Linked DNA regions of Mus musculus: regions 1, 2 and 3 are each linked to region 4. The links are chromatin contacts, called in public Hi-C and HiChIP or PLAC-seq maps. All regions are on one chromosome and are shown on one strand. Each heading gives the region's core, a stretch centred on a gene start, on an enhancer-like site or on the middle of the called end of the contact. The rest is flanking DNA. Distances are from core to core; before and after follow the strand shown. Region 1 overlaps Cdk13 (cyclin-dependent kinase 13). Region 2 holds the start of Cdk13 (cyclin-dependent kinase 13). Region 3 has its middle 29 kb from the start of Gm24018. Region 4 has its middle 17 kb from the start of Yae1d1.

Region 1 (3,419 bases), core at 500-2,999, 220 kb before region 4:
TATAAAAGAAAGCCTTATAAACCAGTACAAAAGAAATTTATCCCATAGCACAAGATGAGAAAGAAAAAGGATGTTAGATGACAAGATGGTGTGTGCAGCAACCTTCATACTTTAAAGGACAAGGACCAGGAGTTCAAAGTCATCCGCAGTTCTGTATCAGGTTCAATGGAGCCTCCAATATCAAAAAAGTCTGTGTTTAAAACAACATTAAAGATGCTCAATCTCATTACAACTCCAAATGTTCACTATGGCATTTAAACAAAAAGATTTCAAGAGAGCATATAATATTAACACAGGTGTATAGGGAGAAACATAGTATAAATATTTACAAGTTATGTTTCATTTCCAATTGCACAACCCACAGAGTTAGCCAGGAGCTCATAGATAGCTACTGAGCACTTGTGGTTTAGTCAAAAAATGTTTTAAGTATGCACCAGATTTCCAATACTCAATATAAAACAAAAATAAATATGTCAGTTAGTAATACAGTACACTGAGTTAGTAATACAGTACACTGAGTTAGTAATACAGTACACTGAGTTAGGTATTAAGTACAGAGGAATGAAGCACAGACAGACAAATCTCAAATGCAAGGCCAAACTGGTTATTACACAGCAAGACTTTGTCTCAGATATATAATACTACTAATAATAAATGGTAAGAATGGATAATTGCCAGGCAGTGGTGATGCACGCCTTTAATCCCAGCACTTGGGAGACAGAGGCAGGCAAATTTCTAAGTTCGAGGAAAACCAGGGCTACACAGAGAAACCCTGTCTCGAAGAAAAAAAAAAAAAAGTTAAGAAATAAGGAAGGAAGGGAGGGAGGGAGGGAGGGAGGGAGGGAGGGAGGGAGGGAGGGAGGGAGGGAGGGAGGGAAGAATAGGCTAGAGAGAGCTGAATGATTAAGAGTCCTTGTTGCTCTTGTAGAACTGAGTTCAATTCCCAGCACTCATATCAAGTGGCTTATAATTGCCTGTAATTACAGCTCTAGGGGATACATCCTCTTCTGGCTTCCATGAACATCCACATACACACATGTGCAGAGACACACAAATTTAGAAACAAAATCTTTAATAATTTATGATAAATTGACTGTACATTGAAATCAATGTACTACACACCGAGTTACAAGTTATTAAAATTGAATAATTTCATCTGTTCCATTCTGTAACATAATTATTAGATGACATTTTAATTTGAAATAGAAAGCTTACTTCTATCAAGTAACTATGACTGAGAGGCCTAGGAACTGAAATAAGACAAGATGATATTCCATTCTTGAAAACCATTAAGTTCAATGAAAGATTATTAGAAAGAGTTAAAAAATGTGGAAAAATAGTGTAACATACAATACTCATTGATATTGGCAACCAGTTAAAAGATAAAATAGAACCCATTAATAATAGCTATTTAAATTGAAAGGAATTTTTTTTGAAAATTCCCTTTTAATGCAGAAAACACACATATACAAAAAAAAGGGCACAGTTCAAAAATACCAATCTTCCCAAATTAATTTGTAAATTATGCAAAAGCCCAATTTCTAAAACTTATCAGTGTGGTTCTGTAAATGCTAAAATGGCCTCCTAGGCCTATGTGCTGGAACACTTGATGCCAAGTTAACAGCACTGTTTAGGAAAGTTATGGAATCTTTAAGAGGTAGAATCTTGTAAGTACATCAACAAGGGCAGGCTCTGAGGTTTCTAGACTGCTTTCACTTCTGCTTCCCTCTCGTTGCCTCCAGTGTAAGGATGAAATGTGACCATCCTGCTTCCTCTCTGACCTGCCACACCATCCCCACCCTGCCGTCACATTCCCTCACAACTGTAAGCCACAATAATCGTTTTCCCCCTTGGTTTATATCCAGATATTTTATAACAGCAAAAGCAACAAGTACAATCAGTGAAAGAGTTTTCTCTACAGCGTATATCATACAGGAAAATAACTAAGAACAAAAACATCTGAAAGAAAAAAAGGTATATAGAAAGAATGGTTCTACATTCCTATTTTAAAATTTTTAAATTATAATGTAAATTATTTTTGTAAAGGCTGGAGATATGGCTCATAGAGGTCCTGAGTTCAATTCCCAGCAACCACAGGGTGGCTCACAACCATCTGTAATGGGATCCAATGCCCTTTTCTGGCGTGTCTGACAACAGCGACAGTGTACTCATACACATAAAATAAGTAATTCTTAAAAAAATATACCAAGTCCACACTAAACTTGTACTGTAGAATAGACTGTGATGCTGGGAGATAGCTTAGGTGATAGGCAAGCATGAGGGCCTGACTCCAGATCCCCAGCTCATATGTGCAAGGCACAGCGGCACTGACTTTAATGCCAGTGTTGGGAAGCACGAGAGAGGCCGATCCCTATTGGCCAACCACACTAGCTGACAATGAATGAGAGATCCTGTCTCAAACACTAAAGTAGAGAGCAATTTAAGAAGACACCTGATAGTGACTTTTGGCTTTCACACACACTTAGCATCCCCAATAAACAGGTACCTACATCATACATACACCCACCTACGCCCCCCAGCCCCCCAGTCTCAAAAAAGAGACAGGAGGGAAATAAAGGGACAGAACACAAAAAGGTATTTCACTCAGTTAGATGGTCTTCTCAGTAAGTGGTGGTAGGATGACTGAACACCTACCCAGACATAGCAAGATGAAAAGTATCCTAAGAATGGCCACCAACATAAAAAACAAATATATCAATTATAGAACTAAGAAGTAAAAACAGAACTATTTGTTGAAAATAATTCCCTACAGTGAGAATGGGGGAAAACACCCCTCAACAGCAGTCAACAGCACAAAACAGTAGTAAGACAAATAAATGTGACTATTTCTAAGTTAGAGAAATAGGCAGATAAATTTTCATCACTAGAAGTCCTGTGCCAAAATGCTCATGAAAACAATGTATATTTGCCTCTAATAAAATCAGTAAAGAGTAAACAATAAGCCCAGAACAGTGGTTCTCAGCCCATGGGTCACCACCCCTTTAGAAGTTGAACAGCCCTTTCATAGGGGTCACCTAAGACTACCTGAAAAAAAAAACAGATTATTTACCTCATGATTCATAACTGTAGCAAAATTTCCAAGGAAAGAATCACTGAGTACAAAGATGTTTGAATAGACATGTTCGGAAGTGAATGCGTATGGTGGGATGGGATAGGGGAATACAAAAAAAGCAGAACATCCAAGGGCCATAAAACAATCACAAATGTTAACATTCTTTCAAGGCTTTAAAAGAAGAAAAGAGAAAGAGACAGAAGAAATATTTGATGCAATAATGAGTGAAAAGTTCTCCCCTCAACAGTTACTACAGAAGATTTGAAGGGAAGGAAGGGAAGGGAGAAATGATATAATATCACAGAGAAAAGACAAAAGATTGGTGTATACAAAGAGGGAGGGGGAG
Region 2 (3,065 bases), core at 423-2,922, 170 kb before region 4:
GGACAGGACTCACCTGAGTACTGGGCTGTAGGGGCTGCGCGAGCGCCGCCAGCTGCTGCTGCTGTACGGGCTGGGGGATACGTCGCCGCCCCGCTCGTAGGAGCTGTGGCGGCTGTAGCTGGGCGAGCGGCGCCGGCTATAGGGGCTCGGGGAGCGCGGCAGCCGCCGGGAATAAGGACTGCTGCCACCTCCCGCCGGACTGGGGGACTTGCGGCTCCGAAGGCTCTGCGAGGCCCTGTGGGACACCGGGCTTTCGTCCCGGCCTCCCAGCGGGCTCAGGGACCGCTGCCGCCGCCTGTAGGCCTTCGGCTCGCTCTTGTCCTCCCGGTAGGCCTTGGGCGGCTCCTTGTAGGCCGAGGGCGGTTCCTTGGACGACTTAGTCCGGCTGCGGTGGGCCTTGAGGTCCCGGTCCTTGCGGCTGCTACTGCTGCTGGACGTAGCCGACGCGCTCTTGCGGCGGCCGCCGCTGCTGCTGCTGCTGCCGCTCTTGGCGGCCTCCGCCCGCTCCTCGCCGCTGTGTCCGTGGCGGCTGCGGGCCTTTGAGGCCTCGCTGCCGCTGCGCGTCCCGTCCCGCCGCCGGTGCTCGCGGTGGCGCTCCTTGCTGCGGCCGCTGCTGCTGCGGCGGTCCCGGCGCGGCCTGCGCTCCGACCCCTCCGCGCGCCTCTGCGTGCCGGAGGAGGAGGCCGGACTCCCGCCGTTGCCCCCCGTTCCCCCGGCAGCCGTCGCCGCCGTTGCCGCGCTGGCGCCCCCCAGCAGCAGCCCCTGCTCGGACTGGGAGCTCACATCCTCGTACTCCACCAGCGGGGTCACACCCCCGCCGCTACTGGCACCGCCACCGCCGTCCTGCTGCGGCTGGGGCAGCGAGAAGACCCGGCGCTTCTCCGCCTCCTGCCCGGCGCGGGGCCCGCGGCGCCGCTTCTGCCGCCCTCCGGGGCGCCTCTTGCCTCTCGCCAGCCGCTTGACCTCCAGAGGAGGGCCCGGGCTGAAGCAAGAGGAGGAGGCCGCGGCGGCGGCGGCTGCGGCGGCGGCCGCGCCGGGGGCAGCCAGGAAGAGCAGAGGCGGCGGGGGCGGCGGCGGTTGCAGGAGCTGCGGCTGCAGGAGCGGCAACAGCAGCGGCGGCTGCTGAGGGGACAGGAATCGCCTCCGCTTGCGGCGCTCCTCCAACTTCTTCTCGGCCCAGCTCAGGCCCCCGCCTCCCCCCAGCGCCGTGTCCGAGCTACTCGGCATCGCCTAGAGCCCGCCGCAGAGTGCGGCGCGGGTGCGGCCTCCTCCGGGGTCAGACCCTGGCCATGTCCCCCGCCGGGAAGGGGGACGGCAGCCGCGGCGGAGGGGTAGCGAGCAGCAGGGCCGGCCGGGAGTCGCGCCACGATAATCCGGGTCGGGACGCGCGTCCCCGGTTCCAGTCGCGGTGTGTGCGCAGCGGCGTCAGGGCCTGGCGCGGGAGGATCCTATCCTCGGCGGAAAGCCGGCCGTGCCGGGCGGCGGCGGTGGCGGCGGCGGCGGCGGCCTCGGGCTCCGGCGGCGCAACGCGGAAGTGCCACCGCGGGCCGCGCTTCACTCCATCGTCCTGACGTCGGGGGCGAGCTCGCGGGAGGGCAGTGGGCGCGACCACAGCACGCCTCCGTCGCCGGCCGGCCGCGGCGCGTCCACGTCGTCCTGTGGCGGCGGCGGCGACACCCCGCGGCGCTCGGACGGGCCTGGGCCTGGCGCCCCGAGGGCACTGCGCGCAGCTTCCGGAGCGGGGGCGCGGCTCGCTGTCCTCCGCCCCTCCACGCGGGCTCCGCGCGCGCCGCTCGCCCCTCCCTGCCCTCCGCGTTCTCCCTGCGGGACGGCGACGCGACTGGCTGGCCGAGCCCTCGCCGCGCACCACCCACTCGCCGCGTTCCTCAAGACTTTTGCCCCTAAACCCAACGCTAGGTCGGCGGCGCGCACGCTCGTCACGTTCGGGGACGCCGATGGAGAGAGCGAGCGCGGGCGAGGGGAGGTGCTGCGTGCTCGCGCCCGCCGGGACCCTGGCCGTCACCGGAAGTGACGCGAGGAGCCACTCCACTTCCGGCAGGGGTGGGACGGAGGAGCAGGGTTAAAGAAAGGAGAGGAGGCGTGGGCTGCGCTGTGCTGTCGCTGGAGGCCTTCCCTCCGGCGCCACTCATGGCGCTTGTTGCTCGCCTCCAGTGAAAAGGTCACGGCAGGACCCGGGAGAACCTTGACGACTACCTTTTCCCCAGCCACGGGATCGGAACATCTGTGAGAGCAGACTCCCCACAGAGGGCGAATGTGACGTTAGCTTGACTAGACTCACGTACGCCCAAGTTCAAGGACCCATCGTAACCTAAAAATATACTTGGTGTTCATAGCTTCGAGCTTCCGCGACACTGACGTTTCGGAACCTTTAAAAAGCCTTACACAGGGCTGGAGAGGTGGCTCAGAGGTTAAGAACACTCACTGCTCTTCCAGAGGTCCTGAGTTCAATTCCCAGCAACAGTATGGTGGCTCACAACCAGCTGTAATGGGGATCCCTCTTCTGATGTGTCACATACATGAAATAAGTAAATCTCTTTATAAAGCAAAAGCATTAAGTAAATCTGAAAGATGAGTCAAAATATCAAGGAGGACTACTAAAAATCCCAGGAACCTTAAAAACATTTTGTAGTAGTGGAAGCTGCCCTCTTTGTACTTTCACCTGTAATTATATCTAACTAAAGCTATGAGCTGTCAGCTACATAATGCCCTCATCTCTTGCCTTAAGATTGCCCTTCAGTTAGAGGCTAGGTATTCGGGGTAATTAGATTAAAATCTAAAAGGCTTATTGGTCATTAATACTGGAAAGAAGATAAACATTGCTCAGTGGGTACATGTAATTACCCCTTAACAAATTTATTCAGATCATCAGCTGGCTTTTAGTTCTTAAATACTTAGTAATCAAGTTGACCTCAGCATCATCTCACAAACTGATGGAAGCTCAGACTTTGAAGTTTACAAAAGATACTTGCTAGAAGATAGGTTTGAATAGCTACTTCTGACAAAGACAGGCCTGAGTGGAACACCCAGTGGAACCTTCTACACAG
Region 3 (3,355 bases), core at 160-2,659, 140 kb before region 4:
GTGCACCCAGAATACTGCTGAGACCTACAGAGGTAGAGTGCGGTTGATAAGAGAGTGTGTTTATGGCAGAAGAATAACAGACACTGGGTCTAGGAATGTATTATGATGGTAGAGCACTTCCGAGCACACCCAAAGACTGAAGTGCATTCCGGGAACCAAAAAAGCAAACCGTGCAGACTGATTCCTGCCTTTGGAATCCACCTTCCAAATCCACAAGTTTGTCATGTCCACACTTTGGCTTGCTAGGCAGTCACTTAAGGATTTCTCCGAAACACGTGAGCTCTACTTTAAAGATTGCAATTCAGCATGTTTAAGACTGCAAATAAGGAATGCAGCTGTGGGTACCACCAAGGTCGATGCAATGGCTCCCTGGCCGCTGTGCAAAGTGTGTGTTACCTACTGGTGACACTTCCTGGCATAAAGAGCAGGACCTGGCACCACTATCAAACAAGGCACTGGCAAAAGCTTTGGTGGAGGCAGAATCCTCAAAGGACATGGTCTGTACGACTGGGTAGAAAGTCATTTACTTATGCTATCTTCCAGAAAAGGATGGGGTAAGGGGCCTAGGATTGCAGGTACCAGCTCTCTAGACACCTTTTCCTCTTCAATTCTGCTTTGATTACACGTTGCTGATAAATAGTCTCATAACATCTACTTTGGGGATCCCAAAATTAAGTGAAAATTAACAATCTCAAAGTGAGCGCACATAGGATTCAAAAAGCAAAACCTGGATTGTTTGGTGTCAGAAATGGAAACCAGGATGGTTATGCCTACGATGAGTCACCAGAGGGCGCCATAACTCTGTCTCCAAAAGTTTTCCCAGAACAAATCCCCTTGGACTTCAATTAAACAAAAGATTTTTCTACAGTGACAGGTTCCACCCAAACAAAGGTGTAAGAAAGTAGTCAGCCAGACCCGGAAAAACCTGCTGGGGCATAGAATTTCAGTGACGTCATCGTGATGCTTAAAAACTGACATGGCTGTAAGGGATCTGAATATAGCCTAGTTTGGTTTCATTAAAGATTAACTTTTTTTTTTTTATGTATGTGCATGTGAGCCTGCTTGAATTTCTGGGCACCATCTGCCTGTCGAAGTCCACGGAAGTCAGAAAAGGGCCTGGAATCCCTTGGAACTATACTCACAGACAGTTGTGAGGCCTTTTGTGGGTGCTTGGAACTAACTGAACACTGTCCTCTGCAAGAGCAGCAAGCAAACGAGCCGCTGGGCCATCCCTCCAGTCCCCTGTTATCTTTTGACATCGCATGTTCTGTTTTTTCCTTTTTCTTCCTGGAAAAACAAGGAACTCAGGAGAGCAGAGGTCACCAGGTTGGTCTGACACACTCTATCCTTTTCCTGCGGTGGGTGGGTCTCAGGGCAGGAAAGTGAGGAACTGGTCTCCTAAGATGACACTCCTGACCTCGAACCTGGACTGTCAGGTCCGAGGACCTCTGGGAGGACCTGTTTCACTGCGTTCACTGCACACAAGCCTCCCTCCTGAGGACCACGTCTGAGACACTTTGGGCCAAACTGAAATTGTGTTCCAAGCCACGAAGAGACAATAGTATCATTCAATGGGAAAGTGTTCTTTGTCCACATTGGTGATGAACTTGAGTCTAAATAAGGGTGTGAAATAATCTGAGATCTATGAAGCCATGTTCAAAATCCAAACAAGCCAGCCAGTCTGTGTCAATGGGCGAGAGTGGACAATACTCTCCAGCAAAATTACAGAGCAGTGCTGCCACCTCATGGACAACTAGAAAATTAAACTTAAGCATCTCCAGAAAGCTGACTTCTCCAAATGTGTGTGTGTGTGTATTCCTATATGTTAATGTATATACATAGAGAGAAGACATTTTCTATATTTCTATCATAATCTTTTTTCAGACGCATTTTTGGTACCGCTCTAGAGTATACAAAGGGTCCAAAATGAAGAGACGAGAAAACCAACTAATTATTGACAAATTAAGCATGTCTTCTAGGCTTTAAGAATGCAAAAGATCTGGAGACCGAGAATAGTTTCCAATGTGCACTCGCTACACAATAAATGAGCCACAAATCATATTCAGAATTAAAAGAATAGCAAACGTTCGTTATGTGTAGTTTTATGGACAGGGTATTTATAGATCCATCTGTACTTTTATATCTGAACTTACTTAATCCTCGCTATCATCCCCTCGAGTCGTTGCTATTTTTATCTTCGTTTTCTAGGTAGAGCTCCAAGGCACTGTCAAGGTCACACAGCAAACAGAGGGTGAATGGGAGGTCCAACCTATGAAGTCTGGCCTGGGAGCCTGTGCTCCTGACTAAGAGACTACTTATCCTCAAATGTGGCCCGAAACAGTCATCATCATCGTTGCTGTCATCGTCATCATCTTTGTCATCATCATCACTTGGAAACAGGCCTACCCGGGATGAATCAGAGGCTCAGGATGGAAATCAGGGTGAATCCAGGTGCCGTTGCCAAGGGAAGAAGCTAGGCAGCCATGGAGACAGAGTGCACACCTGCCAACTTTTGGAGTACTGAAATAAAAAGAACCCTGCTAGGTACTGTTGCTTCACTGGTCATGACTGCCCAGGATTGGAGAGTGTATGGTGAAACATACTCACATATTTCAGACCCTTAAAAATTAGCTGCCTCTGAATTCAAATATATGTGCCTATGTGGTCAATCTCGTTCAAACCACCACAACCTGCCATAAAGTTGAATATAGGACTCAAATCCCATCAATATGATATGATTGTACCCCTGAGCTCGTCCCTGTGGGTCTATGTCTGTCTGAGTCAGCCCTTCCAGCATGGTTCTAAGAAGAAGGCTGCCAACAGCTACTGTTTCCTCAGACTAAGCCCAGGTGAAAGCAACAATGATCAACATTCACACGTCCTTCACGTTGGGTACCCAACATCCACAATACAACAAGACAAGCAATATGCTCTATACTTGGTGAAGAACAAGGGTGATACAGAAACCAGAGCATAAGCAGATTCCAGCCCGTATTCTCATCTGCATGTCTCTTAGGTGCTCTCACCCAAACCCTCCCCAACATACAGTAGTTGTTAGAGAGATATTTTGGTCAGTCTGTTGCCTATGGACTTTTTTTGTTTCCATTTCTTTCATTTTTAAAAAAATTTAATTAAGTCTCACAATTCAAGGTAGCAGAGAATTATATATTCATCCTACTTCAGAGAATCCTACACTGAGGCTATATTGGTTATCTTGCCACCACTGTGACACATTATTGAGTTGTATTTTTTTTTTATCTTATAAAATAGAAAGACATTAGCTTAGTTTTAGAGGTTTTAGTCTACCATATGCTGTGACCCATTGAGGAGTGTATGTCAAGAAACAACTTGTTCA
Region 4 (3,521 bases), core at 591-3,090:
GACATCTGTAACTCTAGTCTCAGGAATCCCTTATCCTATACCCTATTCTGGCCTCCACCAGTGTACAGGCAGGCACACCTATGCACAAATATGCAAACACTCTCTCTCTCTCTCTCTCTCTCTCTCTCACACACACACACACACACACACACACACACACACACATACACAAATAAAAATAAAACTAAAAGCTAAAAAGCACAACAGAAAGGCCATTAAAACTCTTTTTAAAAATTAAGATAATTTAATGTCAGCAGACCTTTTTTTTTTTTATATAAATAGCACATTTTGTACAATGTGTTAGATAATATCCTACTTTCCTTTCTGTTTTGTGCCATGATTTATGTCTCCTAAAGCTAACCCAGAAATAAAATTTCAAGCAATGTGATGTATTAAATTGGTCTGAATTTTGTCCCTAAATTTATATTAACTTCATCTCACTAAATGTATTTGTTGAAGTTCTAATGCCAGCCCAAAATGCAATCACATTGGAGCAGAGGTGCTTTTCCTGGTTCAAATGAGGTATGGAGGGTGACTCTTAATCAGATACTAATGGTATCATTATGAAAAGAAAAAATATTTATTTTGTTAAAAGAGAACTCAGTTTTACATTTTAGGGGTGTGTGTGTGTGTGTGTGTGTGTGTGTGCGCGCGCGCGCGCGCGCACCATGGTGCTCTGGTGGAGATCAAAGGACAACTTGTGAGTTGGTTCTCACTTTCTATCATGTGGGTCTAAAGGCACTTGCCACCACGCCTGATGACCAGACACTGCATACTGACAACAGAGTATCTTCAGGTTGGGGCAGAGGCTTCTGCAGCAGCCAGACAACATCTTGATCTTGGACTCCTAGCCCCTCCAGCTATGGGAAAATGTATACCTATTGTTTATACCACACAAACAAGTGTGTGTGTTTGGGAAGTCACAGCAAAACAACGGAATGACTGCAAAAGTAAGAAAGGGGAGGGAAGAGAGCTGACAACAGAGTGCATCATCCTCTATGGGGTCACAGCACCCCACCCCCACCCCCACCCCCACCCCCATGGATAGCTTTGAGAGACTGCAGGGTTTAAGACAGCCATTTTGGAGTGGGGTAGATAGAGATTCATTCTGACCATTGTCTGTAAACGAGAGCTAATTTCCTATGGTCCTATGAGAAGAATAGAGTCCTTGTTCATGCCTATGCTTGATGTATTTTCAAATGTTCAAAACATACCTTTTTTTTTCCTTTTTACATTTTACTTTATTTCAGAAAATCTCTAAAATTAGTGTTAATAATGATTATTTGCTTAAAAGTATCTCCAGAGCTAAGAAGATGGTTAATTCATGTACTGCTTTGGCTAAGAACCTGAGATCATTCCAGCCTCTGAGTCAGGCAGTTCACAACTGCCTGTAAGTAGCTCCAGAGGCCTTTGGCCTCTGAGGGCCCCTGTTCTCACATGCACATCCCTTCACACTCCCTCATCCCCCAAATTAAAGTTTATAAAATTCTTTAAAAGTATCTCTAGTAATCAAAAATGATTAACGTTTGAGTTAAGTTGGCTCTCTTAACTATGTTAGCCTGGTGTTAATGCAGAGGCTTAGTAAATATTTAATATACAAAATACTTAAATCTTTAATCAATAATCACACCGATCTATGTAAATATATGACTTCCTTGCTTATGGGACTGTAGAGAAACCACATTGGGTTTTACTCTGAACTTCTGCTTTTAACAACCACAAACCACAAATCAGAACACATCCATCTTTCACTCAGTGTTTTCTCTGTCTGAGTCATAAGGGTTGGTGAGGGACTTTTAGTGAGTCACAGTGAGTCTGTGGTGGTGAGCGACTTTGTCCTTGGTCTTGCCTCTAAGTGTTGCTTCCTGAAATACTGCTTCCCTTCCAGCTCAGCTGACTGGTCACAGTTGCTTGGGTGCTGTGCTTTCCCGGGAGGTTCCTTTGATAGGCCTCCTGGGCAACAGGAACCTATTTGGTAATGGAGATATCAGGCACTTAAGTGAATTGCCTTTAATTATGGAAAACATAAAGGCTTGAAACAGAGTAAGTGATCAAAACAAATTGCCCTCCCTTAGCAGTAGCCAAGAGGAATGTACATTTAAACGCTGAAGCCCTGTTTTCACAATAATGTGAAAGAAGTCATAGATCGCATATTAAGTCTGAAAGAACCAATGCTTTACCTGTCTAAGAATGCTCTTCCAAAACAAATAATGAGTAGCTTTGATTTTAGATTTAGGATTCTAAAATACATGTACTCATATTACCACTGAAATAGTCGCATAGAAAGTTACATAGCAGGAATTTTTATCTACTGCCATCAGTTTTCAAAAGTCATCAATTTGTAAGTTAATTGTCCCACCTAAAATGACAGTGTAAAGTATTTTATAACAAAAGCCATTTGTGCTACTGAACATGTTAGAGTATTTTGGATTTTTTTTTGTTGTTGTTGTTGGTTTTTTTTTTTTTTTTTGCATTTCTACACATTTAAGTTTCTACACAAAGTTCTGCACATTGTTTCACTTTCATTTTATGCTTTTCGTCTTTCATTAGTTCCCTCAAAAATGTATTTTTTTAAAACAGAAATTCAGTTAAACGATGTCTAAATTTTAAAAGTAAATGTTTGAGTCTCCCCCCCCCAAAAAAAAATTAGAAGGAGGCAAGGGAAAAATGGGAAGTCTTGGCTTAATTTGTACATAAGACTAAGTTAGTGATGCGATCAGCAAGGAAGCACTAAGTAGATAGCCATAACGACTATCAAGGGGGAAGTCTCCCATGAGACGGGACTCTCAGATTAGAAAAAGCACGTGTGGGAGTCTCACATACCACAGCTTTCACTGTCCGGGTTTTGAAGATGTTCCCCAGCTTTCCATACTAATTTCCAATGTTGCAAATTCATAGTTAAATCATTTTGGGCCATCATAGGCCCTTAGTAGCCATTTATCTCCCTCTGTTGAATGTGAGCTGACATCTTTGTGAATATTAGGTAAAAATTATGTAATGTACAAATAGACCACCCTGATTTTTACCAACCACAAGACTAAAAATGTTGACAGAAAGCACCCAAGGCCTATCTGGTAACCCGACCGGAATCTGAGTTCTCAGACCATGAGAACACCTTACCTTATTCTCAAAGTGAGAGCTGTGTTTTCTCACTGACAGTTATGCCCCCAACATAAAGCCTCAAGAATAATTCACTTTTCACTAGAGTTATCACCTGTCTCTACACCAGACACCAGGAGAATAGGTCCCTGTGTCCCAACCATTAAATGCTGTCTCCTCAGGGGTTTCAGCATCTGGAGTTCAGACATACTGAGTTTTGGTCACAGATCCATTGTGGTCATTCAGAGCTTATTGTTTAAAATCCTATTTGTTGGATACTTTGTCTTCTGTTTTACTCCCTTTGGTTTGTTTTCAAATTATTTGGTGTAAGGTATCTGTTTTGTTTGCTTTCAAGACTTTTTTCGATTCAGCTTTTGACTTGTTTTGGCTTCTGGCTGTTTGGTTTGTTAATTGGCTGGCAG

The links. Hi-C and Micro-C count contacts between places; a contact is called where the count stands out from the background. HiChIP or PLAC-seq counts read pairs in DNA pulled down with a chosen protein or histone mark.
Region 1: a contact with region 4 is called in a Hi-C map of bone marrow-derived macrophages, with 2.9 times the contacts expected there. The contact joins two enhancer-like sites. A contact is called at or near these places in 10 of 39 promoter capture datasets (3T3-L1-derived adipocytes, the C10 cell line, HPC-7-derived erythroid cells and 5 more), 1 of 15 datasets of contacts at CTCF or cohesin (pro-B cells), 43 of 484 Hi-C or Micro-C datasets (the AML12 cell line, B cells, the BV-2 cell line and 33 more), 4 of 115 datasets of contacts at active chromatin or transcription factors (CD8 T cells, astrocytes, bone marrow-derived macrophages and 1 more) and 3 of 9 other capture datasets (adipose tissue, liver and pancreatic islet).
Region 2: an H3K4me3 HiChIP or PLAC-seq map of bone marrow-derived macrophages shows a contact between it and region 4, with 4 times the contacts expected there. The contact joins the promoter of Cdk13 here to the enhancer-like site in region 4. A contact is called at or near these places in 6 of 39 promoter capture datasets (the C10 cell line, the HPC-7 cell line, embryonic stem cells and 1 more), 2 of 484 Hi-C or Micro-C datasets (bone marrow-derived macrophages and peritoneal macrophages), 7 of 115 datasets of contacts at active chromatin or transcription factors (bone marrow-derived macrophages, embryonic stem cells, pancreatic cancer cells and 1 more) and 3 of 9 other capture datasets (adipose tissue, liver and macrophages).
Region 3: a Hi-C map of pancreatic cancer cells shows a contact between it and region 4, with 4 times the contacts expected there. The contact joins two enhancer-like sites. A contact is called at or near these places in 19 of 39 promoter capture datasets (the 3T3-L1 cell line, 3T3-L1-derived adipocytes, the C10 cell line and 10 more), 11 of 15 datasets of contacts at CTCF or cohesin (CD8 T cells, the G1E-ER4 cell line, the NIH/3T3 cell line and 6 more), 192 of 484 Hi-C or Micro-C datasets (the 63-12 cell line, 8-cell embryo, the AML12 cell line and 91 more), 27 of 115 datasets of contacts at active chromatin or transcription factors (the 230-238 cell line, CD8 T cells, PVALB interneurons and 14 more) and 1 of 9 other capture datasets (embryonic stem cells).

The regions. Positions count from the first base shown.
Region 1 is chr13:17,753,457-17,756,875 of GRCm38.p6, forward strand. The region is part of intron 5 of Cdk13 (cyclin-dependent kinase 13); the gene reads right to left. Among named protein-coding and RNA genes, the nearest start is that of Mir466i, 7.7 kb to the left of the region's middle. Within about 2 kb of position 1,750, at least 7 of the 459 cell types and tissues checked have an H3K27ac peak or open chromatin away from gene starts, as enhancers often do. A contact at or near this core is called in bone marrow-derived macrophages, where this site is marked.
Region 2 is chr13:17,803,425-17,806,489 of GRCm38.p6, forward strand. Cdk13 (cyclin-dependent kinase 13) reads right to left here and starts at 1,673. Exons shown (of 14, transcript NM_027118.1): 1 at 14-1,673. The coding sequence starts at 1,227.
Region 3 is chr13:17,836,937-17,840,291 of GRCm38.p6, forward strand. No RefSeq gene overlaps it. Among named protein-coding and RNA genes, the nearest start is that of Gm24018, 29 kb to the left of the region's middle. Within about 2 kb of position 1,410, at least 32 of the 459 cell types and tissues checked have an H3K27ac peak or open chromatin away from gene starts, as enhancers often do. A contact at or near this core is called in pancreatic cancer cells and stem cell-derived motor neurons, where this site is marked.
Region 4 is chr13:17,974,256-17,977,776 of GRCm38.p6, forward strand. No RefSeq gene overlaps it. Among named protein-coding and RNA genes, the nearest start is that of Yae1d1, 17 kb to the right of the region's middle. Within about 2 kb of position 1,841, at least 134 of the 459 cell types and tissues checked have an H3K27ac peak or open chromatin away from gene starts, as enhancers often do. A contact at or near this core is called in bone marrow-derived macrophages, macrophages, pancreatic cancer cells and 1 more, where this site is marked.